Linked DNA regions of Mus musculus: region 1 is linked to region 2. A link is a contact called in public promoter capture Hi-C data. All regions are on one chromosome and are shown on one strand. The core of a region is the stretch at or near the end of the contact, and the rest is flanking DNA. Distances in the headings are between cores, read along the strand shown. Region 1 holds the start of Spata17 (spermatogenesis associated 17). Region 2 has its middle 85 kb from the start of Rrp15.

Evidence for each region. Promoter capture Hi-C pulls out the DNA fragments that hold promoters and counts their contacts.
Region 1: a promoter capture Hi-C map of trophoblast stem cells shows a contact between it and region 2, with 4 times the contacts expected there. The contact joins the promoter of Spata17 here to the enhancer-like site in region 2. A contact is called at or near these places in 14 of 39 promoter capture datasets (the 3T3-L1 cell line, cranial neural crest, embryonic stem cells and 7 more), 8 of 484 Hi-C or Micro-C datasets (the HPC-7 cell line, cerebellum, cerebral cortex and 4 more) and 12 of 115 datasets of contacts at active chromatin or transcription factors (cardiomyocytes, differentiating embryonic stem cells, embryonic basal ganglia and 5 more).

Annotation. Positions count from the first base shown.
Region 1 is chr1:187,210,921-187,217,536 of GRCm38.p6, reverse strand. Spata17 (spermatogenesis associated 17) reads left to right here and starts at 2,091. Exons shown (of 10, transcript NM_028848.3): 1 at 2,091-2,367. The coding sequence starts at 2,252. Gpatch2 (G patch domain containing 2) reads right to left here and starts at 2,026. Exons shown (of 10, transcript NM_026367.4): 1 at 1,861-2,026. The coding sequence starts at 1,913.
Region 2 is chr1:186,831,574-186,837,606 of GRCm38.p6, reverse strand. No RefSeq gene overlaps it. Among named protein-coding and RNA genes, the nearest start is that of Rrp15, 85 kb to the right of the region's middle. Within about 2 kb of position 3,071, at least 48 of the 459 cell types and tissues checked have an H3K27ac peak or open chromatin away from gene starts, as enhancers often do. A contact at or near this core is called in cerebellum, differentiating embryonic stem cells, neural progenitor cells and 1 more, where this site is marked.

The DNA.
Region 1 (6,616 bases), core at 842-3,341, 380 kb before region 2:
GCTGGTGAAGAAGGGAAGGCAGGAGGGGAAGACAACAGTGGACTGGCATGCACACTAACTAGAAAAGAAAGGTCCTGGTTTTGTGTAACACGCTTCTTCGGACAGTTAAGACTCATTTTAAGGTGGCCAGTGGTGGCACACACCTTTGATCCCAGCACTTGGGAGGCTGAGGCAGGCAGATTTCTGAGTTCAAGGGCAGCTTGTTCTACAGAATGAGTTCCAGGACAGCCAGAGCTACACAGAGAAACCCTGTCTCAAAAAAAACCAAAGAGAGAGAGAGAGAGAGAGAGAGAGAGACTGACTCATTTTAAGACTTTCTTTCAAAAGCACCAGCTGATAGGTGCTAATGATATTCTGGTCTCACTCATTACAAAAGATGAGTTGTTTAGCAAGTAAAAACACTACTGCAAGTAACTCCAGTTTAGAGTAATAGCGCGTCAAGTAATAGCCAGTAATACACAGCGCTATCTATGCATGATAGGAGACAGAAAGCACAATGAAGAATAAATGGGGTCACCGGTTGGTTTGTGTGTTTATGTCAACTAGCACACAAATGACTTCCTTTCTATTAGGACCAGACCAATCTACTGAACACTTCCGTTCCTTACCAGGCTCTGAACATTGAAGCATTAAGTACACTTTAGAGGAAACACCAGGATGTAGGGAAGTTCCTTTATCTTGTTTTCTGTGGTGGTTCCTACCACATGTACAACTGCCAAAGCTAAGAAAAACTAGTGCATTGTGACCTGCGTCTCTTGTTCCAAGCTGAGTGCAACAATTACAATTGCTCATTTAAAAAGCTTCTCCTGGGCTGGTGAGATGGCTCAGTGGGTTAGAGCACCCGACTGCTCTTCCGAAGGTCCAGAGTTCAAATCCCAGCAACCACATGGTGGCTCACAACCATCCGTAACAAGATCTGACTCCCTCTTCTGGTATCCCTGAAGACAGCTACAATGTACTTACATATAATAAATAAATAAATCTTTAAAAAAATAAAAATAAAAATAAAAAAAAAAAATAAAAAGCTTCTCCTAGTATTCTAACTGAAAATCGTGAGAACTTAAAAGCTACAAGAAAAACAACACTGGTTAGAAATGGTCTCTAGAGAGGAACCAAATAAGCCATCTGACCTAAGATATTCTTTTAACTTTTCAGTTATCGGTGATGCTAAACAATCAGACATCACAGCCCACTGGCAGGAACTTTAAAAATCACAGTTCTTGACTTACTGGTCAGATTTTTATGTTTCAAGATGGACCGCAAGACATCTACTTTCTTGTTACACTAACGTTTCTCTGAAAAGCGTTGGAACAAACGGGGGGTGGGGGTGGGGGTGGAGGTTGGGCGACCAGGGTTTTCAACTAGAAAATCCAAAACTGAGCTATCATCTCTGGTACTCAGGGGCACAGGACAACTTTGCCTCTTAAATTTTCTGTACCTGCGAGTCTCCTACAGCAGGGATGTCATTAAAGATCAAGTGTGATTTGCGAAAGCAGTTTGGAAACTTACAGCAGTGGACCAGGGTACCCTAAAGACAAATTCCAACCTGGGGCTACTGGAAAACGCCCCTTTCCCATAAACTAGGACAGAGCCTCCAGGGCGGTGGAAAACTTCTAGGCTTTACACGAACCGAGCTGCGCAGGGAGTACAAGAGCCTGGTGTCTCTGCTACTAAGAAACTTCTGGGACTGGGAATTTCTGTGATCTTGTCAACCACGGAATCTAGTACAATGTGGCCGGTTTGGCAGGGACAACGGGAACGCGGCCTGAAGAAACTTGGTGCACGGCCGTCTCTGACCCGGAGCCCCGCGAGCTGCTCGCCGGCTCGCTCGCCCCGTTCCCAACCGCCCGCCGGGCTCACCAGCTCTTCCCGGCGGCGGTTCCGATCGCTGGGCGCCCGTCGGCCCCAAACATCAACGACACCCGGGAGCGCGGCCTCGAGGCTCAGGCCCGAGGACCGACTCCAACTCCCGCAGCCCCGGCCAATTCCACACAGGACTTCAGCATTTTGAGAGCAACTTCCGGAAGCCGGCTGGAGGCGGAAACCGGAAACCGGAAGCGACCATTCGCTCACCTTAGCCTACCCTGACCCTTCCCATCAGCAGCTCGAAATTCCAGGAGAAAGGGGCGAGTCGACTCAAGTCTGGTCTCACGTGTACAAATCCGATTTCTCTGTCCAGTTGCTTGAAACTGAAACAGAGTGAAAGGAAAGGCCGATAAGTCGGAAGTGACCTTGGTTCAGCCCAGTTGCCATGGAGACTAATAGTAACAATTTTGGTGAACTCCAGGAGTTGAAGGACATGGCTACTTTAGCCAAGCTGCTGGCGCGGGCACCCTTTCTAGAAAGTCAGTACTACTTTAGGAACCGGTGAGTAGTGAAGAGAGGGGTCTCAGAAGATGTTTACTGTTAACAAATTACTTAATTCAGGAAATAATTCTAAATTCTTCTTCTCCCCATGGGGATTCAAACATGATCAGAAGTTTATATATATATATATATATAATCAATCACAAGTGGATTATATATACATTGACAAGTCATTAATAAGTTAATATTCTCTAAGGAAGATCCCAGAATAGAGAATTATTAAGGGCCGCCCTAAATGAAGTAAACCCCGACTGGGGAAACAGGCAGGAGGATGACTGTGAGTCCAGTCCAGCCTGGGCAACACAGAAAATTCAAGGCTGCCCTGGGCAACATTTGGGAGTCTTCCTCAAAATACTGTTTTGTTTTGTGGGGCTTTTTTTTTTTCGACATTTTAAAATAATCACTGAGAAATTTGGTTTGGTGAAACCTATTTTATACAATGTAGGTCTAGTGGCCTAATTAACGTTAACCAGGCTTACCCAGGTAGTTCCATGAATTCAGAATATCAATGTCCAAATGGGAATTTGAGCTTCACTTAATCTCACAAACATCACAGAATTCAATTCATCTGTGATTCATTTGTCCAAGTGAAGTTTCTATACCATTGTGACAAGATAATTGGTACAGTAAATGGGCAAGAGCTAAGGCAGCATTCTCACCCCCCACACCTAAACTTCCTCTCCATGAAAAGGGGACATTGAAACTAGAAGCAATGGCCCAGTGGTTTTCAAAACTTAGAAGGAATCACAAAAAGTACATTACAAAAAGTGTGATAAATTATAGCAGACCAGCAGTGACCAAGTCAGTGTGAGAAAGTCCTGATAAGCTATTCTTATCCTAACATACATCTCAACTATAGTTTTGCTATTTCATCGTGAACCTCTAGCAACTACAGTGATAATTCAATCTTGTAACTTTTGTGAGAAACTATGGATTTTCTTGCTAGAAGTAGGCCAATGTTGCTTTTTTTCTTGCCTCTTAGTTTAACCATTATTTCAGCCTGTACTGTCTTGCTTCCTGAAATGGAATAGCTACAACAGTTATTTAGTGAATAATCACATTACCGAAGCTTCCAATTAATCATCTTTAAATAAGCATAGCCATTGCGCAATGGAATTCTTATACTTAACATTCAGAGATCATATAGTATTCATTTAGAGTTATGTGGCAGGCTCCTGCTTGTTCATGACCTCAGTGTGCAGTGGGGACAAGTTGACTCCTTCATGCTATTGTGGAGCAGACATTGAGAACGGAATTGTGATGCGCTCGCTCTAAGTCAAAACTGAGCTGCTGGTTTCCCTTCTGCTAGCTGGCATCCAGAGGGCCCGAATGTGTTAGGTGGGCTGTTAAAGGAAATAGGTCACTCAGGGATCACACTCAGCTATAGAGCCTGTGTATTTAAATACTGCACTACCTGGGAAGAAGTGTCCCGAGCAGCAGTAGTGGTATAGATATTCTGATCTATAGTGCTACCCACAACAGGACTGATGGCTGCTGGGGTGTGGTCCTCCGCATCAGCCTTCAGTGTAATCCCTTTACACTGTTCTGAATGTGGCCCCATTATCTCCATCACTGGAAAAATTTGTTTCTGACTCATAACAGTTCCTAGAGTGATCTTAATTTAGTAAGTTGATGTGCCTTCAATTTGAACAATCATTGAAGTTCTAATAACATAAATTAATAGCAACTCACTTGTTAATTTGTTTCTTTGACTCTTAACTGTTTCTTGAATTTACTATTAAACCTTTACTTAATTTTATTTTAAAAATTCCTGAATTTTCTTTTATACTTTTACTTAATTTTGATGAAAAAATAATTTTCCCCTAGTAGACAGTGATGTTTTGTATAGAGGTAGAGACGCAGTTCAAATACTTTGTGTTACTTTAACTTTAGTGATAAACTCTTACATGTTTGCTCTAAACTGAACGCTCTAACTGTAAGCTTCATCATCTGTAAATGAAAAACGACAAAGCCTAGAGGTTTATTGGGAAGGGTAAATGATCAGGGTAACAACATTCAGTTGCATAATTATGACAAGAATTCACAGAAAAGTGAAGGATAAAGTACGTACCATCAAACCAGTACATTTTTAAAAGGTGGTTAGTAACTTCACTATATACTGCTGGTTATTGCTTTTCTTTGTAAATTTTAAATTTTCATTTATAAATTTGTCAAAAATCGTTATTGATTCATTTATAGTCTAGATACATATTTATGAAATACATGATTATAAATGTTCAACCCAACCATTTATATAGTTTAATGAGGTGCCTATGTAAAATTTATTCAGATAAAATGATTCAATATTTGCTCTAAACATTATCTTTTGAAAGTTGCTTTTTAGTAATTAATAACAAGGAATATATTTCTAAAGCTAAGTCAGTATCAGACATATTTATAACATAAAAGAGATGGCTCAGTTTCAAAAGCAAATTAATCCTATCTATTCCTGGTGTCCTAAAAGAGAAATTTCAACTTGCCTATCTCTACTCTGCTAGTTCTTGAGGAAAAAAAAACCAAAAACTAAAACTGTAATTTTCACAGGATATGAAAAGGATACCCAGATGTCTTAGTTAAGGTTTTATTGCTATGAACAGACAGCATGACCAAGGTAACTCTTACAAAGGACAGCATTTAATTGCAGCTGGCTTACAAGTTCAGAGGTTTAGTCCATTATCATCAAGGCAAGAGCATGGCAATGTCTAGGTAGACCATGGGGCTGGAGAAACTTAGAGCTCTACATCTTTATCCAAAGGCAGACAGAAAATTTGCTTCCAGGTAGCTAGGGGGAGAGTCCCCAAGCCCACCCCACAGTGACACACTTTTTTCAACAAGGCCACATCTCCTAATAATGTCACTCCCTGGGCAAAGCATACTTAAACCACCACATTCCAGTTCCCTATAGTCTTTTCAAACACCTGAGTCTGTGGGGGCCAAACCTAGCCAAAGCATAGTGCTAAATACATGTACTCCAACTTCAAAAGTCCCATAGTCTGTATCAGTCTCAGCAATGTTCAAAGCTCAGTCTTTTCTGAGATTCAGTCACTTAACTGTAATAACCTATAAAGTCAACATAAAAAAGCAGCTCATGTACCTTAAACATCACAGGATAAACGATACCATTACAAAGTGGCATAGTGAGGAAAGCCTGGACAAAAGCAATACCAAGAACAGCTGGGTAGCTCCACATCTGATGTCTGATGTTAAAACCCCTCTCAGTGTTGATGACTACAGCAAACTTCTTTCTCTTGGGCTCTCCCACTCCCTGTTAGCAGCTTTCCTTAGCAGGTATGCCCTGGCTCTGGGATCTCTAACAGATTGGGGAATCCCAGGCAAGGTCAAGTTCACAACTTCTTGTTCCAATGCCTGGGATCCATACATGATGTGTGACCTTCTGGGATACTCCAGAGGGCTTGGGTCGCATCTCCAGATCTGTCCTCTGTAGCACTCCAGGGTCTGGTTGATTCCACTCCATTGTTGGCAGCTTTCCTTGGTGATCATCCCATTATACTGGCATTTCCGATATGCTGGGGTCTTCCACTACAACTAGGCTTCACCAACAACCTCTCATAGGCTCCCTTTATAGTGCCAAGGCTCAAATCCTTTGCATGACCCCTTCAGTCCTGAGCCTTCAACAGCAACTGAGGCTGCACCTTCACCAATGGCCTTTCCTGGCCTCTCAAAGTTCCAAGCCTTAGCTGCTCTCCAAGATCCCTTCATGCCTACAAAGCCAGAACCACCTAGGTGAACCTTACACATTAAGAAATCCAGCTGCAACATGAGGGACAACCTTGGCTGTCTCTGGAACATAGCTTCTTTGTGCTTTCAGAAAACACTACCCAGAAGATATCACCTGAGTGATACTGGCCTCTTCTTAATCACCACTCATTTCATAGCTCAAGCTAACCAGCATCAATTGTCCCAGTAGTCCTTTCTTTTCTTGACTCTAAATCCAGAGCTTTGTGGCTGAAGCTGCTGAGTTCTGCTGCTTTCTAGGGCTAGAACATGGCCCCCTGGTTCTATTACATTATCACAAGCTTTCTGTTTTCCAACTCCTTCACACTGCCTAAGCTTAGTGGTCCTGGAACTAGCTCTGCAGATTGACCTTGAACTCATCGATCTGTGTGGCTGAGTGCTGGGATTAAAGGTGGGTAACCACCAAGCCTGGACTTAAGCTTTTCCTCTCTCAGAACTTGCGCAGTTCCAGGCTGGCCTTGGAAAGAAATCTGCTTGCCTTTGTCTCCTGCGT
Region 2 (6,033 bases), core at 1,822-4,321:
TTGTGACAATTCACTTTCCTAACAGCTAAAATAATTAAGAACCAACTGAATATTTAAAGACTTGCTTTTTAAAAAATGATGAAAATAAAGCTATTACATCAAGGTTTAAAGATGTAATGACAGACAGTGTTTGAGCTTGTACAATAGTTTCACAGTTGCGTGGATGTAGGCACTTGCTTGCTACTGTGTACAGTGATTTCCAAGAACTTCCTAAACATTGATGGCTGACTGAGAAACATCTATATTGTTCTATCCTTTCTCATTTTAATCTTGCTTTAAAAAGGAAAAAAAATTTCTATATAATTACCATTAGTATATATTTAGTGCATCTTTATACATGTTTCTTATAAAAAAAAAAAAAAAAACTTTAACCTAAATGGTTGATTTGAGCCATCAGATATTTTTTAAATGTTGAGCTTGCCAGATTGTCTCAATCACAGGGAAAATTTGTAAAAGAAAAAAAAATCTTTCTAAATGTGGTCCCTTTTCTAGCAAGAGATTTATGAGCTGCAGTGCTTGCTCCTGCTTTTATTTGGATATAATTTGTCAGCTTTTTAAAAATGAACATTTTGGGATCATAATTTGTTAGCAGAAATTTTCAGCAAAACACATGTTGTTCACTGCAGTTATAAAATGAGACGTATTGATATAGAAGAACGTTCTGCCGTCAAAAATGGAACATTTAAAAAGTCATTTAATTCCCCAGTTCTATCATTTTAAACAATCGATTAGACTGTGTATATTAAAAAAAAAACCCACAAGAACAATATTAAAGCATTGCAGTGGTGCCTGAACATCTGGGGGCATCGTTGAAAGCCACTTAATAATCCCATTGCAAGAAGTTTTACATTTTAAAATCTGAGATCTCCTTATGCAAATCAGTTTGCCTTTAGCCATTTCAAAACGAAGTGAAGGACCTGGAGGATTGTACAGTTTTGCATAACAGGAGTGTGATGGTTGTCAGCCTTGATCTTACATTAATTAAGTTAAGATGTTGGCTGATCACAGCAAAAGAAAACACAGAAAAACCCTCACCCCAGCTGACGGGAGGGATAGCCACACGTAGGATGATAAAGACTCCGCTTTTTGTCTTGCGTTTTTATGCAAACACCTGAACCTGGATGTTAGTCAAGGATTCTGTTTATTACTGAATGGAATATAATATCATAATTCATCTTCTAGTGAATTAACTCATAACAACATCAACTCCTCTGTTTAATCTTCTGATACAGCCATCAAGTTCAAGTGACCATCTGGGAGTATAAGGCATTTATTATTTTTCTGTTAATACACTAGGATTTAAAAAATAGTAATTACTAACACAGTAATAAGACACATGGCTGTAGGTGTGTTCTGTAGCACACTTACAGGCTACATGGAACAAGGTCTATTGTGTTATGATTACCCTTCTTGATTTCCCTAGCATGACGTCTGTTCTAAGATCAACCTTAAAGCTATACTTCGCTTTTAGGGAATATGACCTTTCTATTATATAGGAGGAAGTAAAACTTAAAACTCACTAAACAGCCAATCCCCACAAAGAATTTGCTTTTCCCTACAGGTAGCATGAAATGGAGCCCAAATGACAGGACCCCGTCTGAGCCTCCTCGGCTCCCCCAGTCTGCAGAAACCCACTCTATCAATCATGGCGGGATAACGCATAGTGGCTGCACCTGTGACAGGAAATGATTGAGTGCTGAACACGGGGCCTGCTTCGCCTGTCGCTTTGTGCATTTGTATTTCTCAGGACTGGTTTGAGAATTTTCAGAACTTGGACACGGGAGGGGGCAAAGAGGGATTTTAAAGAGAAATAATAATGTATTTTCATTACCAAGACATAATACAAAAGAGAAATTAGGCAGTAAGATGCCCTGGCCACTCAGGTGTGCGAGAGCATCCACGCAGCAAGACTGGATATTATTAAGCTGTAATTTAGTTTAGATAAGTAGAAGATGCTGTCGTGGTCGTTCTTCGGGAAATGTCTCACTCACCCAGCCACAATACATTCTTTTTTTATGATCTCATGGAAGAAAAAAAGAACAAAAGGTCGAAGGCCAGCTTTTGTCCAAGAAGACTATGAATTCTAAATTTAAGAAAGAAAAAAAAATCCATATACACACATCCCTGTTGTTCTTTTCCAAACCTTTGATTTAATTATGACAAATTGGATGATTAAATGGTTTAACTTATTGCCATGATCTGCTTTTGAAGAAGTTGCAATTGTAACATGGACAGTTTAAATAATTTTCTGCTAATTCAACCACTTACTGAAGATATTTATGGTGAAATACACTGTGACGTGTCTTTTAGATAGCAATCAATATTTTCTTTGATTTGGTCATTTGGCACAGAACCCTGCTTTCTACTGCAAAAGAGTAAAAAATTTCACAGCAGATTTTATTGGGTATGTGGTTTATATACTTTGAGCTTAGGTTTCAAAGATGACTAAATATTTTTTAAAAAATATTAGTATCAGCGGTTTGGACATTTCAGATCAAACCAAACTAAAACAGGACACACTCACAGAGGCTCATCACTGAGATGGGGTTCGGCGAGCACAATAACAAAATATCTAAATGTGTAATCTCACTTTCGTGGGTTAGAATTTGCTTTTTTTTTAAAAAAAATTATTATTATTATTATTATTATTATTTTATTATTATTATTTTGAACTGTCCGAGGGTTCACAGAGGACATTCAGACATGCTCAGAGAAAAAAAACGAGTGGAAGAGGTTGTGGTTGCCTTTTTATTTTTCCTGGGCAGTATTATTTCTTTCCACTGTCCTCCAATGTAAACAAATGAAAACAGGCAAGATAAGATGAGTCCTGCTGCATGCCGGTGGCTTCTTCCTTGGCAGTCGGGTTCAGGGTAATGCGTATGCAAACAGGCTTCTCGGTTTTTTCATTGTTTGCCTGCGGAAGACCCACGCTCCCCACGCTTTTGTTGACGGTCTCCAAGAAAGTTGGGTGGTTCTGCAGAGATCAAGGCAGCTGATGAAGAAGGGGGAGGGGGCGCGCTAGCTCTGGACGCTCACGGATCCATCATGACTAAGAGACTGGGGGCTTGGCAGTGAACAGCCAGCTGCCAGCAAGTCTGTTCTTAGGCAACAGTTCTTCCACCCAGAGCTGCGGTGCCTGCATGTGCGTGACTCTCCGCCACAAGCATTTTGGCTTATCAAGGGGCTACCCGCTGACCGCAAGGGGTCAGAAATAGGGGAGCCCAGTGGGGCCCGGTTGCTTCTGCTGGTCCTGGGAGCACTAGGTGGCTGCCTGCCCGCCTCTTTCTCTGGATGAGCCAGAGCGCGGATCACAGGACTGCCACTTCCACCCAAGGCGCGAAGTTCCCGCCTGCCCAAACTGGGGTCACCTAACAGTCGAGGAACACTTGCAGGCGGGGTCCGGAGGTGCCAGGACGCACCCCGGTGAGCGGGAGCAGTTATCCCCAAGACCCGGATCTGAGACTAGTTCCGTTTTTTCCTTTGGGGTGACTAGTCATCTGCACGAGTATACATCTTACCCACACTCGCGCACTCCTGCGGGGACAGAGGAGATGCCAAGGCCTGGGGACAACAGTTTGGGTGGCCAGGGCCCAAGTCACTCAGATGCGTCCTGTGCGGGCATAGCACCTCGTCTTTCCGCGTCCCTCCTCTGCACCCCACGTCCTGTTCACGAACAAGAGGTCCCTTTCTTGCAGAATTAAAACACCAATCACTCGGCTCAGGGAAATTTCTACTTTGTGGTGCTAATCAGCTAGGAAGGAAGGCCAGAAAAAACAAAAGACTTAACCAGAATGAAGCCACTTCTCCCCAGCGGTGAACTTGGCCATGGGGGCGTGAGGCTGCACCAGCAGCAGACAAGGGGGAGGTGGGCCTGGGAAGAAGAAAGGCAACATCTGGGGACTGGACCATATGCCCAAGCTTTGTCTCGTCCTTCTAAGTTCCAGTGCCCTTGAAGTGATTTTGTAGGCGGCCCACGGGTGACAGGGAGGGTTCTCAGCCGGGGAGGGGAGGTGCGGGCGGGGCGCGAGCAGTGGAGGAGGCCGGGAGCAAAGTGACCCTGCAGCCCCGGAAGACATCAGCATCCGAGGAGGTGCTCTGCCAGAGATGGGGAAGCCAGACCGGCTTTGAGGGAGAGCACGGGAAGCGGCTGCAGCAGGGACCACAGAAAGGAAGGCCTTGGTGAAAAACAGAACGGAGAATGGAAGGCAGGAAACACGGGGAGAGGCAGGCGTGGAGGACAGCAGTCCAAGTGTAAGGAAGGGTACGGCTGCCTCCTTTTAGAAAAAGAGACTCCCCCATCCCCGTTTCTTTCTTTTTTTGCCCGCCAACCGCTGAACTGATTAGACTATAATTAAGGCCATAAAGCCCTCAGATTATACACCTGTTTATTCACTAAAGTCGGGGTCTCATCAAGCAAATTAGCTGTTTCCAGGCTACACAGTGGGCCTGAGCTTGCCTGATTAATGAAGTTTATTGGGAGCTGTTAAAGGCATTAACTGAAGAAAATCTCAGCAATTCGTCATATTTAAGGGTTGGAAATTAAATCTTGCTATGCAAATGAGAAAAAATTTAAACCATCTTTAGGGGTGACTATCCACATATTTTTCTTTAGAATTCTGTTCAAGAGATGGGCATTTAAAATGAAGCTTATTCGACTTGAAAGTTATAAAAATGTGATGGAAGTGAGGAAGAAAATACACAGGTCCCAAAACATGCTTAGAGTTTTTTTGAAACAATTTTTGTTTGTTGACAGAGTGTAAAGAAACCATTTTTAACACACAGTGTATTCACCAGAAAGCACCCGGTTTTAAAGATTAAAGTGAATGTTTGCAGGTACAGAAGGTGATTTTGAAGTTGTCCTTCAAAGTGTTCAGTGTCTGATGCTCTCTCTCTCTCTCTCTCTCTGTGTGTGTGTGTGTGTGTGTGTGTGTGGAGAGAGAGAGAGACAGAGAGAGGCAGGGACAGACAGAGAGACAGAGAGAGAGATGGTAGATGTCTTAAATAAGCAATTAAAATAACAATGTCAGAGTGGACTGTCATAGTTAACACCCCTAAATAAATTAACATTCTTGGAAACCGATCATAAAAATGTTTCTGGGCCAGGATTGGTAATTTAACCATGTTGATTCTTTGGTCAGGTAAGGAGGGGAGGTGGAGAAAATAAAAGAGAATGGGACACTTCAGCTACAGAAGGGGACTGGAGGGCAGGGAGAAGCCAACCCAGAACTAGGAGAGTGTGTATTTATCCCGGGTGCTGCTTGGTGACATCGCTGCCCACACATTCATTAATGATTCACACATAGGAATAATGGGAGCCTGGATCTCAGGATCTTGGTAATTCCTGGCAAGAGAAAAAAATGTCCTACAAGGCTATCATGCATCTATGTGTATTCTGTTTCATCGAATGAAAGTAAACCTGTGTAATGAAAGATATATTTTTCATTACTCAATGGTAAGCTTATTGTCATGCAAAACTTGAAAGATGTAGCGGTGATTTGTTCTTGCATGCCTCCTAAAGATACCCTATACACAGGCATGGCTCGAAATGTCTGTTTGGTTGAAATATTATTCTGTTTGTTTAAGGACCTTTGTAAGATTTATAATTTCAGAAAGTACATAAAGTAGTGGAGTTTATTAGGTCTAACCTCTAAGTGTCAAAAGGGACAGACGGAGCTAATAGAAAAGAAAAGATTTCTAAGAAACCGATCTGATCGTATCATCTCCTGGTATCACTTAGATTTTAAGTGTCTGACAGGTTTTTATGATGATCCTCACCAATGCTGTCATCCAAAATTGATTTTAGAGTTAATTTTTTCTTTTAAAGCTGTCAACCACAGAGATTCACTAATTTGTCCTGTCTTAATGAAGTCACATTTGACTAAGAGAAAGAAAGAGCAATAATTTAGTTTTTTTTTTAAATATTTGAAATATTTCTCATGTGTGCACCTCTCCCCTTTGGTAGATATAATACAGCTATGTGAAAACATAAGAAAATATAAATTCTAAGTCTACAGAACTCAGTGTCAGCACCAC